Linked DNA regions of Zea mays: region 2 is linked to region 1. The links are chromatin contacts, called in public Hi-C maps. All regions are on one chromosome and are shown on one strand. Each heading gives the region's core, a stretch centred on a gene start, on an enhancer-like site or on the middle of the called end of the contact. The rest is flanking DNA. Distances are from core to core; before and after follow the strand shown. Region 1 holds the start of LOC100192097. Region 2 holds the start of LOC100278385.

What was found. Hi-C and Micro-C count contacts between places; a contact is called where the count stands out from the background.
Region 2: a contact with region 1 is called in a Hi-C map of tassel, with 4 times the contacts expected there. The contact joins the promoter of LOC100278385 here to the promoter of LOC100192097 in region 1. A contact is called at or near these places in 8 of 25 Hi-C or Micro-C datasets (bundle sheath, ear, endosperm and 4 more).

Annotation. Positions count from the first base shown.
Region 1 is chr9:96,173,577-96,179,483 of Zm-B73-REFERENCE-NAM-5.0, forward strand. It overlaps LOC100192097, which reads right to left and starts at 1,301. Exons shown (of 9, transcript NM_001137520.1): 1 at 1,099-1,301; 2 at 896-1,008; 3 at 436-795; 4 at 149-337. The coding sequence starts at 660. LOC111590231 (U2 spliceosomal RNA) reads right to left here and starts at 2,680; the gene lies at 2,492-2,680.
Region 2 is chr9:96,311,800-96,317,019 of Zm-B73-REFERENCE-NAM-5.0, forward strand. It overlaps LOC100278385, which reads left to right and starts at 2,472. Exons shown (of 8, transcript NM_001175620.1): 1 at 2,472-2,791; 2 at 3,988-4,034; 3 at 4,613-4,770. The coding sequence starts at 2,575.

The sequences.
Region 1 (5,907 bases), core at 51-2,550:
AAGTGTATAAGGTTCAAACTCAAACTGCAAGGTGCATAAACATTGCTACAAGTAATATAGTAGCAATCATGCATATAACTGTAAGCGTTGTAAAAGAATATAGATGGGCACATTGTAACTCATAAGCTATAACAAAAAATCAACTTACTTTCTTACTGGAACCAGCATCACCATTGCTCAAAGAGCAATCAACTAGATCTGGATCAGAAACCCGTGCAATGGGCGCCTTAGGATAAGAAGGACTAAAAGAGCTTTTCCTAGTTTGACTCTTATCCCCGCCTCGAGGGCTCTGTCGCTGAGATTTAGTACCAACCTTCATTGAATGGCCTTGAACCCCCTACAAATGAAAATGCCAAAAAAAAAAACACTTGGCTGTCAGCAGACCACCGATTGAAGTCAACAGAACTGACAATCTGTAACCGTGAAAAACCTTACCTCAGGAACTCGAGGCTTTATGTCCTGGGACTGCGAGGTGGCTTCCATTTCTACTTCTTCAGATGGGTTGATCACCTCGCTCTCGCCCGAATGGGCTCCATCAGCCAGCACATCGTGTTCTTCTGCGTGCCCCTCTACACTATCACTGGGCGGCAACTTCCCCGCGGCCCCATTGTCAAAGCCCACCGCACCAATAGCATCAGTAACCTCTGTACTAGCATCCATGTGACGCTACCGTCTCAGGATATCTTTAGGCCAGATTAAAAAGACAACACCCAAGCCACCAGCTTGCACAAGCTATCCGCAATCACCGCAGGATCATGCTATGCCGACCAGCAAATGAATCCGCGTCAAACTAGACTGAACGCAACGAAAGAAACATTTGATTCAGCGTTCACAGCAAAACTGAGAATTGCAGAATAACACGAGCAGTCAATCGAAGAAAGTAAAGGCATCTAACCTGCGAGAGAAGGAATCAGCTCCCGGCGGATCCGATCTCCGCTCCACCCCAGCGGTGCCCAGTGGGGACAAGGACGGCGAAGAATCCGACCGGAGGCGTAAGGCAGGCGAGGTCTGGGTCAAGGAAACCTGGATCTGGATCGAGCCGTGGCTCTTGAGCGCATGAAAGGAAATGGTGAAGGAAAGCAAAGGTGGCGGCTTTACCTGGCCAGGCGAAAACGATGGGGAGTGAAGAGGCTGAAGCGCGCGGGGGAGGCAAGGATTGGAGTTGGGCGCGGTGAAGGCGGGAGAGCAGCGACGGTGGCGCGCCGCCGGCGGCGGCGGCGGCGGAAGGGAGGCAGCGGGGGCCGTGCGTGGCTCGTGCTTTGTCTGGGTTTCCAGGTGGTGGTGTGGTTTCGAATTTCTACGGGGACCTTTCTGGTTTCTGCGTTCCTCCAAAGCTAACTTTATTCCCCATATTTACATTGAGCGATTAATGTACGTGACCTAATTTTTACTATAATCACACTAAGTTAAGAACAGATAGTGCAAGATGAGAAATATAAAGGGTGCATATAAAGGGTGCTACGATAAATTTGAAGAGGTCTAAGCTGCCGTCTCTCAGTCAACTATGGTTACGGAGGATCATTATCGTCATATGATATATTTATTTAATTATTTCGTATATAACTTCTATTATATAATAAAGATGTGATATTAATTTCTATAACATGAGTAATTATATGTGTGAAACTTGATCTTATCACACATGTAAGATACACCCAAGTTTGTATTAGAATACACCCAAGTTTGTATTAGAACCTAGGTCTGACAGTTACTCTAAATCTGGCTACCAAATAAGCTAAGTTGCACTCCCAAGGATTGGATAGGAGCTTGGGAAGCCTACCAAACACACCCTATATGATTCACTATGATAGTGCATGAGAAGAGTGGAGTGAATCAGGAGAGATGAAAGGGTCAAACGATGGATGATAGAGTTTGAAAAAGAAGAAAGAGTATGGTCGTCTGAACTATGTAAGGTCTTGTTCGGTTATTCCTATATCACATGGATTGGATGGGATTAGTAAAAAATTAGTAAAGATTTTGACTTGCTATGGATTGAAACTCACCAAATCCCCTCTAATACATATGGATTGGAGGGAAAACCGAATGGACCCTAAAATATAACTAGTTAGCCCCTGATAGAAAAAATCCATACTACTCAATTAAAAACCTAATGTGGGCACCTGGTGCTACCATGGCTTCACCCTCCGTGTTGACACTCTAGGTCCGCCCGCCACACCATGCAAAAAAAATAGTGTACACCGAGCACTCAAACTCATGCCCCGTACTTATAGTAATTTGAGGTTACCACCAAACTACATATACCTTAGTGTTTAGAAATAAACAATAATTATATTTGAATATATATATATATATATAACAACTGTAGCAAAACACGTGCAACTTACTAGTAAAATACTAACTATGGATGACAAAGTTAAAAGACAAAAGAGTGGTTTGAACCATATAACTGATTAGATCTGAGATAAATTTCCAAAAAAATATTGGTTCATTCTTGTAATTGATCCATAGAACACATTTCTCGATATAATATTGAGCGTTAACATGGTTTTCATTAACGTTACTAGTCTAATGCCAGTGTGTTACAACGACACATAATTATATTTAATATCCATAAAAAATAAATTTAATATCAAAACGAACATATGATTCACATATCATATATTAAAATGACAAAAACAAATATTTCATTTTATCTTAGCCAAAAGGCCGAGAAAAATATGAGTTAAAAAGAAGTCAGATCCTTTTTATAGCTCGTTCGATCGCTCGTCCTCCTTCAACTAGCGAGGTAGTACTATGTGGGAGCGCTACACTGCGTGTGGTTTCCTGTCGTGTTGAGTTTGGCTAATCACTCACGGCCCATTTGTGGTGTAACGACCCATTGCTAGACGAGGGTGAGGAATAGACCTGCACATTTCATATATGATGGACACACGAAACCGTTTCTTCAAAGGAGTAGAGAAAAGATTTATTTATTTTTATTTAAGAATTCATTTATCTATAACACTATATCCACCAGTTTAAACTTTGCAAAAACACCCAACAAAAATTGCACACAGACTTAATACATCATCAAAATCAATGGTTCATATCGTTGGATACATCTCTCTTTCTTTTACTCACTCAAATCCAATGACCGCTATTATTGAGATCATCCTTCGTCCTTTCTCCTCCACCGCGAACCTCCCTCTTGCCTCCCCTCCATGCGACCTCGTCGCCCTTTGTCAACCCTAGTGTGGATGTACCCATGACTCTTGTCATTGAAAATAATCAAGGCCACTCCTACCGCCATGACGCGCCCGTGTACCGTCATCACCTAACAAATGGGGCCCGCGTGCCAGTCACCATATGGACGCTGAAAGTCGCCTAGAGGGGGGTGAATAGGCAAATCTGAAATTTATAAAGTTTAAGCACAACTACAAGCTGGGGTTAGCGTTAGAAATATAATCGAGTCCGAAAGAGAGGGTGAAAAACAAATCACAAGCAAATAGCGAGAGTGATACAATGATTTGTTTTACCGAGGTTCGGTTCTTGCAAATCTACTCCCCGTTGAGGTGGTCACAAAGACCGGGTCTCTTTCAACCCTTTCTCTCTCTCAAACGGTCATCTAGACCGAGTGAGCTTCTCTTCTCAATCAATTGGGACACTTAGTCCCCACAAGGACCACCACACAATTGGTGTCTCTTGCTTTGATTACAAATGTCTTTGGGAACAAGAATAGAGGAAGAAGAAAAGCGATCCAAGTGTAAGAGCTCAAAAGAACACGACAAAACTCTCTCTTCTAGTCACTATTGCTTGAGTGGAATTGGGACTTGGAGAGATTTTGATTCACTCTAATTGTGTCTTGTATTGAATGCACTAGCTCTTGTATTGAATGTGTTGGCTGAAAACTTGGATGCCTTGAAGTGTGGTGGTTGGGGGGTATTTATAGCCCCAACCACCAAAGTGGCTGTTGGGAGGGCTGTCTGTCGACGGGCGCACCGGACAGTCCGATGCGCCAGCCACGTCACCCAACCATTAGGGTTCGACCGTTGGAGCTCTGACATGTGGGGCCACCGGACAGTCCGGTGGTGCACCGGACAGTCATTGTTCACTGTCCGGTGCGCCTTCTGGCGCCTGCTCTGACTCTGCGCGCGCTGTCCGCGAACTGTAGCTTCACTGTTCACTTTTACAGACAACCGTTGGCGCTGTTAGCCGTTGCTCTGCATGGCACACCGAACAGTCCGGTGAATTATAGCGGAGAACTCTTTCTAGAAACCCGAAGCTGAGGAGTTTGGAGTGATTCTCCCTGGTGCACTGGACAGTCCGGTGCGCTAGACCAGGGCAGCCTTCGGTTGGTTTTGCTCCTTTCTATTTGAACCCTTTCTTGGACTTTTTATTGGTTTGTGTTGAACCTTTGTCACCTGTAGAACTTATAATCTAGAGCAAACTAGTTAGTCCAATTATTTGTGTTGGGCAATTCAACCACCAAAAATATTTAGGAAAAGGTTTGAGCCTATTTCCCTTTCAATCTCCCCCTTTTTGGTGATTGATGCCAACACAAACCAAAGCAAATATATAAGTGCAGAATTGAACTAGTTTGCATAAGGTAAGTGTAAAGGTTGCTTGGAATTAAACCAATTTACATTTCATAAGATATGCATGGATGCTTTCTTCTAATTTAACATTTTGGACCACGCTTGCACCACTTGTTTTGTTTTTGCAAATATTTTGGAAATTCTTTTCAAAGTCTTTTTGCAAACAATCAAAGGTAAATGAATAAGATTTCGAGAAGCATTTTTAAGATTTGAAATTTTCTCCCCATGTTTCAAATGCTTTTCCTTTGACTAAACAAAACTCCCCCTTAATGAAATTCTCCTCTTAGTGTCAAGAGGGTTTTAGATATTAATTTTGAAAGAGGTCATACCAATTTGAAATTATATCAAAAATAAGATACCAATTGAAAATCTTCTTTAATACCAATTGAAAGACTACATTTACACATTTTTTGAAATTGGTGGTGGTGCGGTCCTTTTGCTTTGGGCTAATATTTTCTCCCCCTTTGGCATGAATCGCCAAAAACGGATACTTTGTGAGTGAAATATAAGCCCTTGTCAAACTCTCTCCCCCTTTGGTAAATAATATAGGAGTGAAGGATTATACCAAAGTTGGAGAGTAGTGCGGAGTGACGGCGAAGGGTAAATAATATGATGGAGTGGAGTGGAAGCCTTGTCTTCACCGAGGACTCCATTTCCCTTTCAATCTATGACTTAGCATGAGATACACTTGAACAACACATTAGTCATAGCAAATGAAAGAGATATGATCAAAGGTACATAAATGAGCTATGTGTGCAAAGTATCAATCAAAATTCCTAGAATCAAGAATGTTTAGCTCATGCCTAAGTTTGGTAAAAGTTTTCTCATCTAATGGATTGGTGAAGATATCGGCTAATTGTTCTTTGGAGCTAACATAAACAATCTCGATATCCCCCCTTTGTTGGTGATCCCTCAAAAAGTGATACCGAATGGCTATGTGCTTAGTGCGGCTATGCTCAACGGGATTATCCGCCATGCGGATTGCACTCTCATTATCACATATATAGGAGAGGGACTTTGGTTAATTTGTAACCATAGTCCCTAAGGGTTTGCCTCATCCAAAGCAATTGCGCGCAACAATGGCTTGCGGCAATATACTCGGCTTCGACAGTAGAAAGAGCTACAGAATTTTGTTTCTTTGAAGCCCAAGACACCAGGGATCTTCCCAAGAACTGACAAGTCCCAGATGTGCTCTTTCTATCAATTTTACACCCTGCCCAATCAGCATCTGAATAACCTATTAAATCAAAAGTGGATCCCTTGGGGTACCAAAGGCCAAACTTAGGAGTATGAACTAAATATCTCAAGATTCGTTTCACGGCCCTAAGGTGAATTTCCTTAGGATCGACTTGGAATCTTGTACACATGCATA
Region 2 (5,220 bases), core at 1,222-3,721, 140 kb after region 1:
CATTGGTATGGCTGCAAATTGAGGGAGAAAGACCTGGAAACAGTGATGCAGCATGTTCACACGAAGATGGCAACAATGGTAACATTTGCATTGGTCCTATAAATAAGGTAAATTGAGGGCTAAGATTGCTTGTTCAACCTTATAAAAGGAGGTGTAGTTTTATTTATCCTATTCTTGCTGCAGGCATCACAAGGTCATATGCTAGCAACTTTAATATAGATTTATTTACTCTCCTAGAAGAAAATGCCAAGATGTTTGAGATTTCAGAGCTTCATTTAACTTTCAGCTTGTGTTGTCTTAGCTTACTATGGCATTAACCCACTACTCTCCTGAATTGTCATGTGATCTCTATCATGTATTCATGAAAATACATTTTATGCTACAAGCACTTGTGGTTTTGCTAACTATATCCAGTTATCAATCCACAGTCCTTTGTAACAGTACATGATTATGCCAAACAAGACATTAGTTGAATGATATGTTCAAACTATTTAAATGTTTTTCTCTTTGTAACAGTTTGTGATATTGGAATGATATGTTCAATCCACAGTCCTTTGTCTGGGATGGATTTCTTTGTGTTCACTCTTGAGTATAGTGTATTTCTGACTATCATTTATCAATTTTGTTGAATTTTATGCTCATAACTTGAGAAACTTTTATTATAAGTGTACACTGTATTTTATTTTTTTAATGTTGTTTGACTGATTACTTCAAGGAATCTTGTGTAGGTATTGAATATGCTTGCTTGATGGATTGAAGATCCAAACTCGAATACCTTCTAACTTCATAAGTTCATATCCCACGAGTCTGATTACTTGTGGCTTGCAGAAGATGGCATGAAGATGCAAGTGATTATTGCTTGTTCTGTGGCTTATTTCCTTTTACTTAGTTAACTTCCTATTAGGCAGCTACTGCACCAGCAAACCTGTCAACATAGAGAGAGGCTTCTTCTGTAAACCTACTAATCCAGGACTCGTGAGAACAAGAAAGCAAGGATGCCATGGATACAATATTTGTGTGGCAACAATATTAGACATTGTACTCTTTTCTTTTCAAATTATAACCATTCTCTTCTTTTTAAATCAGCGTGAGGCGGCGACAGTACGAGGCACGCCACCTAGCCCGCAGAGAGGTAAATATTATTTCACTACTATTTTATTCCTTAGTTTTGTTGTGGAAATATCCAACTCTGCGTTCGTCCGAAATATCGGCAGCACCATTTGTGGGCACCTGGATACTAGGCAAAGTTATATGGATCCTTCACAGGCATGGGTTAGGAAGGGCATCAGTTTGTCCCATGCTCCAATGGTTGGAATAAATAAATACTGGTACCACCTATAAATGAATGGGGATAACATTTTCTTAGTTTAAAGTTCAACATATTTTTCTTTGTTACCTGATGTAAGTGCATTTGTTCATTGATTGGAAACAGAAAAATACAATGTGTTACTTCTTCAATCACGCACTAAAATTGTTATTATGCAAAGCTGGAAACTTCAGTCCAAGGTTCTTTTACTGATAATGTTCTTCCACTTTGTGTATTTGGGCCCCTTGTGCAGTACATATTCTTCAACATACAATATTCATGGTTTGGTTACTGACCTTTCACCAAATTTTCTGCTGCATCCTTCCTGTAATTCTACTTTGGCAGAGAAGGAGCTTCTTGAAGAGGAGTACAAGAAAAAGTTTGATGAGGCAAAGAAGGAACTATCTCTGGAGAATGATTTAGCAGGCATGTGGATTCTTGTTGCTAAGTTGAAAATAGGGGCTTTAGACATATCTGATTTGAATGTTGATGATCGAACTAAAGTGTAAGGGCGTAGCGATCACCATATTGTTGTCTCATAATTGGTGTTAATGAAAAATAACATGGTGCTGCACTGGATCTCTACTTTCTCTTGTAAGAAGGATTGTTCTATCGGCATAATTTGATTTGCATGTATAATGTCTTCATGCTTTACTTGCCCTTTTGTGAAATGTGGCAATCGGTCCGCTTGCCTTCCTTTTCTGTTTCTGTTCTGCGGTAGAATGATTGGAGTAGATGGTGCTAATTTCATATAAATAATAATAATTGTTGCTAATTTATGGTCAAGTTAGTAGGATAATAATTTAGCCCCCAGAACAAAATGTATTGTTAAGTCTTAGCAAAAGTTTTAAAGAGAATTGGGTGCCTTGTCTGTCTGGATGCAAAAAATTGACAACTTTCTGCTTCGTGCTCGCTTGCGTGCCGTGGTGGTGCAGCGTATTTGCGCCTAGAAGAAGCGGGTGGTGGCGAAGGCGCTACAGGGTAGCGACAGTTATGTGCCTTGTTTTCATAATTATTGCCGTTGTAACGCAAGAGCGCTATACTACTTACTTATATAAGAAAGAAGAGGAAAACATTATAGTGGGGTAGGAGGCTAGGAGCAGACTGTTGTTTCCCATTGGGCCTTTTGGGCTGTCGTCTTCCCAGCCCGAATCGCGCCGCCGCACACACACAGCGCATGACCGAACCGAAGAGAGAGCGTGACTGGGAGCAACGTGCGGGGAGCGCAATACGCCGGGCCGCCGGCTAAGCGGGAGGCAAAGGCGAGGATGTTGGGGTCGCGCCGGTGGCAGTCTCCGGCTGATGCTCCTGCGGCCACCGATGACTTGGAGGACACTGGTGGCGTCGGCGGCCCGTCCAGGCGGCCTCTGCGCCACGGGCTGCACCGCGCGTCGCCCTACGGTGGTGCCCCCCGCCGGTGGCTCTCCAAGCTCCCCGTGACTTCGAGGATATTCCCCACCATGCCACGCGACCGCGCGGCCTCAGGTGATTCCCCTCACTGCCCTCGTTGTCTGGCACCTCTGCTAACGGCTGATGCCCGTTTAAGAAGAGGATCGAATGGGGAAACTCTACGACGTTTTACCTATTCTGTTAGCGACTTTGTCGCCGCTGCTGAATGAGTTCACGTATCTGCGCGTCTTGTTTCAGATCAGCGCTAGTCTGTCTAAGGTTCAGGGTTTAGCGCCTGTGCAGCTCCTGCTATTTTTACTCTTTGCATTGCATCAATCTCCAACCTAGGGTTGGTGCCTGCTTTTCTGAATCCACTAGTGGACTCATGATCAACCACTAGTGGAATTCAGTTAAGCCCTTCTTCGTGTAGGTCCTGACAATTACTATTGTTTTGGACTTCGGGTTGCTGTGGTTTGTGATCGTTTAATTTATTTTAGTTATGCTCTTTGGAATGGGCATTTAGGTTGATGTCTAGTGAACTCGAGTTCAAGTTTGGGGTTCCCAATCCTTGTTGTTAGTGTAAGGCTGTTGTTGTCCAACTGGTATTATAGGATAATTGGAGTAACAAGAGTAGTTTTAGCGATAAACTACTTCTTCTGTCCTAAATTATAAGACGTTTTGGCTTTTGTAGGTTCATAGTTTTGGCAACGACTACTATGCAATCAAGCCTTAGGTGCAAACGTGAAGCGAGTCTTTTGGTCCATTAAATCATTATCCAACCATAGATATAATTGTAGTTTGTTAGTTTTTTTTATAAATCTACGTGAATTGGTGGTGGAAAGGTTTAAGTGTTAAATATAATATATGGTTGGATCATGATCTAATGTACCAGAAGGCTTGTTTGTACGCTTGCACCTAAATCCTGATTGTATAGTAGTCATTGCCTACGTATAAGTTATGTGTGGATACATCATACATAATAGAAGCTATAAATCTAGAAATGCCAAAACGTCTTATAATTTGGGATGGAGGGAGTATTATATAATCTTAAATTTATATATGATCCCATTACTTGTACCATTTCTTTGCTATAGGTGAGTAGTTTCTTAGCAGCACTCCCATCAGTATTGCAGTATTGCTCTTATAATTTTTGACGCATCTATGAGTTATTGTCTTGTGATGTATTTGTCAGTTATCATCTAGATCGATCACAACTGATGAGTTTTCATATAGCCTTGAATCATTCGCAGTGTTTAATGTGGATTACTTAATGGTGTTTTGAATGTATGCAGGCAGTAATCAAGAGGTTCATTGTGAACCACTAGAAGTTATTCGTGAAGTAAGCAAAGATACTTATCTTGGGAATGCTTATTTTCTTTGATTTATTAAAGTAGATTTTGTGTGTGTGTATGTGGTCTTTTTTAATATGTGTTGTTATGTCACTTCAAATAAAATGCTGCAGCTGTCAGAAACAAATGTAATCACACCAGATAACTTCTGTTAGTGCAATCTATAGACAACCATTGCACCATAACTTTGAATAGCTAGCATAATAAGATACCCTATGGAACTCCCTTCTCTTAGACCATTAGTGTTGAAAACCTAGACCATATTGCTGATCTATATTGGCTGACTTCTTAATAGCATGCCTTAGATGTTGCAATGGTGCCTATATTCCCTATGCATATTCTGCACTTTTGTTGTTATCCTGCAATGCTTTCAAGTTCATAACTGGTGGATCTATAAGGATAATGGTTGCTAACCATATTCTATTTGTGTTTTGTATTACTTGTGAACTGCAAGATTGCTTATCAGTTTCTACCTTGTTTTTCCATGCATTCTTCATTTATTTCCTAGTCAAGATATATCTATGTGTGAATGTTGTCTTTAATTCTTACTCAGTAATGTAAACTACAGAGACACTCCACAGAACCAAACATCAATGCTGCAGCTATTCTACCATCAAGACCTGTGAGCAATACATTTAACCTGCTTCTGGAAGGTGACATGAATCCAAGTCATGGCAATGGGCTTGCTGAAATAGAGAACATAATCAACCAGAGATATTTTTCTAGGCAGGTTTTTCTGTACCTTCTGAGTTTTTGACCTTTGTGTAATATTATTTGAGTTCATTGAAAGATAGGCTTGGCACAGTGGTGAGAAACCTTCTCACTGAGCCAAAGGTCTTGGGTTCGATGAGCCTCTTTGCAAAAATGCAGGGTTAAGGCTTGCCTCGGTTATTCCTTCCCTAGACCCCACTCATGTGGGAGTCACTAACTCTGGATCTATCTTTTTTTATTGAAGTTGTTTTTTTTATCTTTTGAAAGGTAGAGTAAAAAACTTTGTATTTTCCCTTTGACTGTTTAATTTGTTATCCAAATACACCCTCTGATTGAAATTGTAAATTAGTTTATTATATGTTGGTAAAATTATATAAAATAGTCACGTAGACTAAAAACATAAAATTGATACTACTAGAACCATGATTAAAAGGACTTCTGCAATATATATTTCTTTTATCTGAA